Linked DNA regions of Gossypium hirsutum: region 2 is linked to region 1. The links are chromatin contacts, called in public Hi-C maps. All regions are on one chromosome and are shown on one strand. Each heading gives the region's core, a stretch centred on a gene start, on an enhancer-like site or on the middle of the called end of the contact. The rest is flanking DNA. Distances are from core to core; before and after follow the strand shown.

Region 1 (3,468 bases), core at 586-3,085:
TATATTCTCTATGCATAATCTCTTCTTTTTTTCTTTTATGCGAAGGGATTTTGTGGTGAAATGAAGAAAGAAAAATGAATTGAAACACTGGAAAATGCAATCTAAAATTACCTTAGTTTTTCATTGCTTTTTCCTCTTTTTTTAATATTTCGTGATCCCCTTTTACATCATTCCTCTGGCTTTTTATAGCCGAATAAAGAGAAATAAATAAAAAGTAAATAAAAAAGAAAATGCAATGGCCTTTGCTGTCAATTGCTGTAGTTGTTAATCCGTTGCAGGTGTGGATGGCGCGATGCTGCTGACATGGCGAGGCCACTCGTGAGGCGTGATGCGAAGGCTTCCAAAAGCTTCACTGTTTGGGGCTGCTGTGGTGCTTGCAGCGCATGGGAATGGTAGCTTGGTGGCCTAGGGTTTCCACTTTCTAAAAATATTTAATGGGCTATGTTTTTAGGTTAGGTTATTGGGGTATGTAATGGGTTAGGATTAGGGTTAATTTAGGTTTGGACCTTATTGTAAAATGAGTGTAAAATTTGGGCTTCAATTGTATGTGGGCTGAATGTAAATTTGGACTATGGACATTTATTGGATTTTTATTTTGCGATTTTTGGTTTTTTAATTTCTGATTTTTTTTTAAATTTTAACGGGCCCGGGCGAAATAGGCCTATTACAATAGAGATACAATCTTTTCATCCGACCCATATGCAATCTGAAAAACCAACAGATTCAATGCGATGAGAAAAATCCAAACCCAATTTACCAATAATAGAATTAGCTTTTGCGCCACTAACTCTAAGTTCTAATAAGCACACAATGTCCGGATTGTGCTCTAAATTATACTTACGGAAGGCATGGATAAACTTACTACTTGCACACCCTCGACAATTCCAAGAAAAGATTGAAATATTAAAGTCCATAAAAAAATAATTAAACTAGAAAATACCAAAACGAATAAAAATTTCAAAACAATCACCAGGCAAAAATTAACAAAACAAAATTAGATTGTTTTACCGTCCCTGGTATCACCTATACCAGGGTCCACTTTCTGAACATTCGTGATAGACTGAGCCAGCTTGGACATAGAGTCTCTCAAGGGGATTTTGGAAGAATTTTTAATTTTAAGAAAATTCCCTTTCCCATGCGAGACTTTATTAATTTTCCTTGTGGCCCGAAATCCACCATCTTTGCTTCTCCTTAATTTCCCTGTGGTCTAAATTTTGCTAGCATCAAGATCCTGCAAGGAGATTTTTCCCATGTTACTATTATCAGCTGCCTCCTTTTCTTTAAACAAGACCGAAGTATGGCTGTTGCTATTCAAGCCTTCAGAAATGTTAACACTCTGAATTTCAATTAATTCTGGCACTGCATCAACAGTTTTAAAAGTAATATTAGTATCTTCAATATTATTCTCCCCCTGGTCAACAAACATAGGGTTAATGCACGAGAAATTCACAGGCATATTATTTAAATTTGAACTTTACAAACTATGAAAATCCACATTATCCGAAGAATTAAATTCTAAAATAAAAGGTTGCTTAGAACTTCCTGGGTCATTTTGCGTAGGGCCCAACGCTTGATTCTTTGAGCCCTCAAGAGTACTGGCCTGGATCACGTTAGCCAATTTAGGATCTTCAGCCCGCTCGCCAATATTTGAACCAACAGCTCGTAAAGCCGAGCCCACCATTGGCCTATTAATATCTGAGTCTGCTATAATAGCATTAGGCAGCCCATTTTCCAGAATAATTCCCCCCAACCGACTGCTCTTATTACCTTTAGGGTTATCTCGAAAGCTAAACTGCTATTTCTTTCCAAAATCAGTAGTCTTCAATTTCCCCTGAAAATCAGCCCCTATTCTTTTATCCCCTTTATCCTGCTCCTTTCCCAAATTGGACTCACCTTCCATACTAGTCAAAGCGCCAAATCGGGAACCCGATTTACGTTTTTCCTTATTCTCTATTCTGAAAGAACCATTATTCCGAGAATTTCGCCTGCTTTTACGTTCGACCAACATCCATGGTCCGTAAGCAGTGGTATCTTCTCTTTTCTTCGACGCCACCAGATCAGCCCTCATCGTCTACTCCTCCGGTCTAGGTTCTGATTGCATCATAGTACAGAGTTCCTTGGTATGTCCATACTTCCTGCATGAGAAACAGATGGTCGGCAACGCTTCATATTCAACTTTTTGAATTCTGCCATTCACGAGAACTTGAGCAACCAAGGGTCTATCCAAATTTATGTAGGCTGCTAACCTGGCGAACCTGCCTCTAGTCCTGCTGTCAGTATTAAAGTCAAGCGAACCACTTTCCCAATGGTACTTCCGATAGCCTCGATAATTTTCTTCTTGTATAAATAACCTGGAAGACCAGGTAGTCTAATCCATGCCAACACTAAGCTTGGGTATGGTTGTGAAGGACAAAACTCCTTTGTCCAGGGTTGAACTGTTAAGTATTGCCCATACACCATCCAAGGACCCTGCGCCAAAGCTTTAGTGTAATCATCGAAAGATTGGAACTTAGCCAAAAAGTACCCATTTTCAATATCCATGAGATGGAATGCCTTGGCAGTGTTCCAAAGACTGCTAATTCGATTATTAAGTGCCCCATAACCAATGTTTCTTCCTAGTAATTTTAAGATTACCGTGAGTTCCATCTCTTTGAATAACATTTTTTTGAATCCTTTCTGAGAAGCCAATGGAAGGAATACCATTAACAATAGATTTGTGGATGTCTCCTTCTAAGAATTCAAGATCTTCATCAGCATCTAGACTAGGAGGACCCAACTTACCAACGTCAATCGCTCCAGAATTGGTTCCTAGAAGTTTATCCTTCCAGGATAACTTTGGGCTCGATCCAAGATCCTCCACCATCTTAGTGTCTTCTTCTTCGATACCTTCTTTGAACCGCACTTTCTTAGTCATACGATCAGAATCCGATCTAGAACCATCGCCATCGCCTACTGCCAGAGTGGAGGAAACGTTGTCGGGGATCAGAGAAAGTTTTTCCATTTTTTATATTAATTACTTTTTTAAATATGATTTTTGAGTAAGTTTACTGATTGAGTTACATTAACTTAAACCATTAATTTAAATTTATAATTTAAAATTAAGTGGGTTTGATTAAATTGAAAGTGAGTTGTAAACAAGAATAAAACTCTTCCACCAAATTCAAACCTCAAAGATTAACTCTTTATTGCTGAACCTAAATGATTATACTTTAGTTCTACTATGCTTAAAATTTTTTGACTTAATAATGGTACAATTGTTATTGCATGGGCAAATAATTAGCGTTGATTTGGAAAACTTATTACTTGCCACTTTTCATAAGAGTTTCCAAAAGAGTTTGATTTGGAAAAGGTTTTCAAATTTGTTATTATTGCATTAAACCTTATATCATAAATATATTACTTATTTTTTAATTTTTAATATAATTAAGAATTAAATAATTTTAAATTTTTGATAATTGATATTAGAAT
Region 2 (3,597 bases), core at 605-3,104, 40 kb after region 1:
ATATTAACAGATATACTCATACGTCCTCCAGGTTACGAATGTAAATTGTATAAGGACTTACTTTAAAAAATGTGCAAACGTTGAGGGAGAATTTTGGACTTTCTTGTTCCAGATGTTTGCTTGTTATAAAACCGAGTATTAAAAACAACTTTACAATATTACCAACTTTCATTGACTATAAAATCTAATTGGACTGCCATGTAGAATTACCGTTAGGGAGATAACGAAACTTAACGGAAGAGTGATCACTTCGTAACAAAATAATAACATAAGTGACTAAAACGTAACATTCAAACATAAGTGACTAAAATATAACCTGAGGCAAACAAAAGTGATTATTTTTATAGTTTACCCTTAAAAAAATATGAGGGCAAAAAACGTTTCCAACTTCCTGGATTTGTTTTTATTATTTCGAATTAATTCCATATTTTTTTAAAAAATAACCTAACCCAATAATGTTTTTTTTAAAATAACATATTTGGGAAATTTACAACGCGTGAAAAGGTTTTGCTCAATTTTTTTTTCAGTAATTAGCAGAGCATCTCAAGGGAATTATTTGATTAGATATCACTTTGCGTTTACTTGAATTACAATGGACTGGGCAACTTTTCAAAAAATTGTGCTTACTGTTTCTGTATTCCTTGCAAAAAAAAGTGGGTGCCTTTTTAGTGTCTAGGGTCACTTTTGCTTCATATATGAAAATTTGTTGAATTAATAATGAAGTGATAAAAAAATGGTTAAAAGAAGTCTTTATAAATTTGAAATTAGTTTTTTTATTTTCAGAAATTTAATTATTTCATTTTTTTATATTTTAAAAGTTAAGTTCAATTGTTAATATTATTTAATGTGTTAGTATGATAATTTGACCTAAAAATAATATAATTAAAAAATGGCATTATAATAAATTTAAAAACAAAATAATTTTAATATTATTAATAATAGTTTAACTTAAATTTTGAAATTTTAAAAAAATAAAAAATAAAAATTTTAAAATAAAAATAGTAAAACTGTGAACTTTAAATTTACATATTTTAAAAAAGAAATTCAACATCAAAATTTACATTATCTTCGGTTCCATCTTGAGCATCTCCTACTTTTCTTTTTCTTTTATAAAAGATTTTGATAAATATATTTTAGAACAACCGGATAAGGATGAAAGGTAGTTCAAGAAGATTCAAAGTTTTGCTTTTGTTTTGGTAAAAATTAATGAAAAAATTATTTGATATATAAATTTAGCTTTAATATTTAGTTTGATATCTGAATTCTTTTTAAAATTGGGTACTTGAGTTTGGTTTAATATTTAATTTGATATCTAAACCAAACAACCCATTAAATGTTTAATATATTTACTCTATAGTAAAATAACACGTGCTTAATTGAAAAAAAAATAAAATTCAAGTATTAAGTTGAACATCAAATAAAAAATTGGGTACTTGAATGAGACAAAAAAATTAATATTAAATTTAAAAAATTTATATATCAAAATGAATCTTAAAATATACTAAATTAAATATTAAAACTAAATTTAAATACCAAATAATATATATAGTACGGTTAAAAAAAGCAAGCAGCATTGGAGTTGGGGATTTGGACGAAAGCCTAAAGGGTAAAAACCTATGGAGCTAGGCACAACCATGCTAAGGTGGTGCAGGTGGTGGTGGTGGGGTTGTCATTTTCTGGCCATGCCAAAAGGAATCACCATGGCATGCTTAGTTGTTAGCACTTACCTTTACTTAGGCTTAGGGTTATGCTTGTTACCAAAAAAATTTACCACTACATCCAATAGGCATGGGTTAGACATATGCTAATCTATATTTTAAATACATATTTTGGATGTATGTGCCCTCTCAAGTTCAACCCTTGACCCCGTCGACCTATGCCTACTACTACTTCCCAAACTCGTAACATTGTTTCTCCACGTGGAGGTCGTGCCGCTTTCCGAGGCCTAGTTCGTCATGCCTTAAAGTTGTCAATTTATATTATAACATTAATTAGTAACAATCATAATCTAATAACAACCCCTTTTTTATTTTTTATTATCTTATATCAATAATTATGCTGTTTTTGAAATGAGGGACGGCCTGCTTCAGCCAGTCTCTTATTTGTATACATGCATAGGTAGGGTGGTGGGGAGAGCTGTATAGAAAAAGACTGCTGTTTTAGTGTTTTACTTAACCTCATCCCTCCTTTCTTCTTTTTATCTTTCATTTCAGTCTTAAATTGAGAGAGACAGAGAGATGGGGAACTGTCAGGCTATAGATGCTGCGGCGTTGGTGATACAACATCCATGTGGGAGGATAGAGAGGTTCTATTGGCCTATTCTTGCAAGTGAAGTGATGAGAATGAATCCAGGCCATTATGTTTCGCTCATCATACCATTGCCTCCCTCTGAGGATGCCAACCAAGACAATAAGGCCGTACGCTTCACTCGTGTCAAGCTTCTTCGTCCTTCTGATACTCTCGCCCTTGGCCATGCTTATCGCCTTGTCACTTCTCAGGGTGCGTGTCGTATTATTATTTTTCACAAGATTATGAGATTTTTCCGCTTCCCCCCCCCCGGAAACCCTGATTATATAGCTTGCTTATATATTTGTTCTTAATTGTTTTTATCAAGAAACTAATACTTGTGTATTGCCTGCTGCTGCCGCTGCTGCAGAGGTTATGGAGGTTCTAAAGGCAAAGAAATATGCAAAAAAGACAAGGCAACACCTGGAATCAAGTGAAAAGTTGCAGCATGAACAAGGGAATAACCTAAGTTCAGAGTCCTACCAAGTATGTCTGCATTCGCCACCTCCTTAGGCTTTATCATTAGTAGTTCATTAGATTTTAGTATTTCAGAATCTGGTATGGGGACAATGACCTCATACGAATATATAAGCTAGCCTTCTAGGCTAGAACGAATTCATAAAGTTCATCAACCCAAAAGGATAGTACCTAAAAGATCTGATCAAGTTCACGAATCCTTAACAAAATCAATTGAAGCAATTTTCATGTTTCATTTAAATCTAGCATTCTCATTCATATTCCTAAATACATGGGCGCTTATTTTCTAACAGTCTCAGGTGACAAAACATGAAAGACGACGCCCAAGGACAGCGCCTGCCAACACTGCTGCAATGAGTTCAAAATCATGGCAGCCTTCATTACAGAGCATCTCTGAGTTTGGAAGCTAATAGTGTTTGTTTTCGGATTTTATTTGTAAAGATAAGATTGGGTTTTGGGAGTGGCAATAAACTACAACTTCACTACGAACCCCCCAAAAACTATATAAAAATATAAATTCACCCGAAGGAATAAAGATGGTAACTTAGATTTCTTATTTGCAATCACAGCTTCCCAAATTGAAATATGTTTCAAGAAATAAAGAACTTGTGCATAGCTTCTGAGTTCAGAAGAGCACGTTGTATCATCATAGCTGATAACAAGTCAAGTCTTCCAATCAACATTTTATACAAAATATTCTAAGCTTGATGAGTTACTACAGTACAAACACGATGATAATATGAAAGAGAATGTTATGAATTATGATGAGAAAATCACTTCGGCGAGTTTTGGTCCGATGTCCTTGCAGCCATAGCTGCTCCAAGTTATGTCAGT

What was found. Hi-C and Micro-C count contacts between places; a contact is called where the count stands out from the background.
Region 2: a Hi-C map of hypocotyl shows a contact between it and region 1, with 5 times the contacts expected there. The contact joins the promoter of LOC107943707 here to the enhancer-like site in region 1. A contact is called at or near these places in 20 of 34 Hi-C or Micro-C datasets (anther, callus, cotyledon and 4 more).

What each region holds. Positions count from the first base shown.
Region 1 is chrA03:100,872,321-100,875,788 of Gossypium_hirsutum_v2.1, forward strand. It overlaps LOC121220290 (a long non-coding RNA gene), which reads left to right. Exons shown (of 2, transcript XR_005917548.1): 2 at 279-601. Among protein-coding and RNA genes, the nearest start is that of LOC121220290, 2.7 kb to the left of the region's middle. Within about 2 kb of position 1,836, at least 8 of the 9 cell types and tissues checked have an H3K27ac peak or open chromatin away from gene starts, as enhancers often do. A contact at or near this core is called in cotyledon and hypocotyl, where this site is marked.
Region 2 is chrA03:100,911,969-100,915,565 of Gossypium_hirsutum_v2.1, forward strand. LOC107943707 reads left to right here and starts at 1,855. Exons shown (of 3, transcript XM_016877486.2): 1 at 1,855-2,499; 2 at 2,657-2,772; 3 at 3,057-3,409. The coding sequence starts at 2,238. The coding sequence ends at 3,173.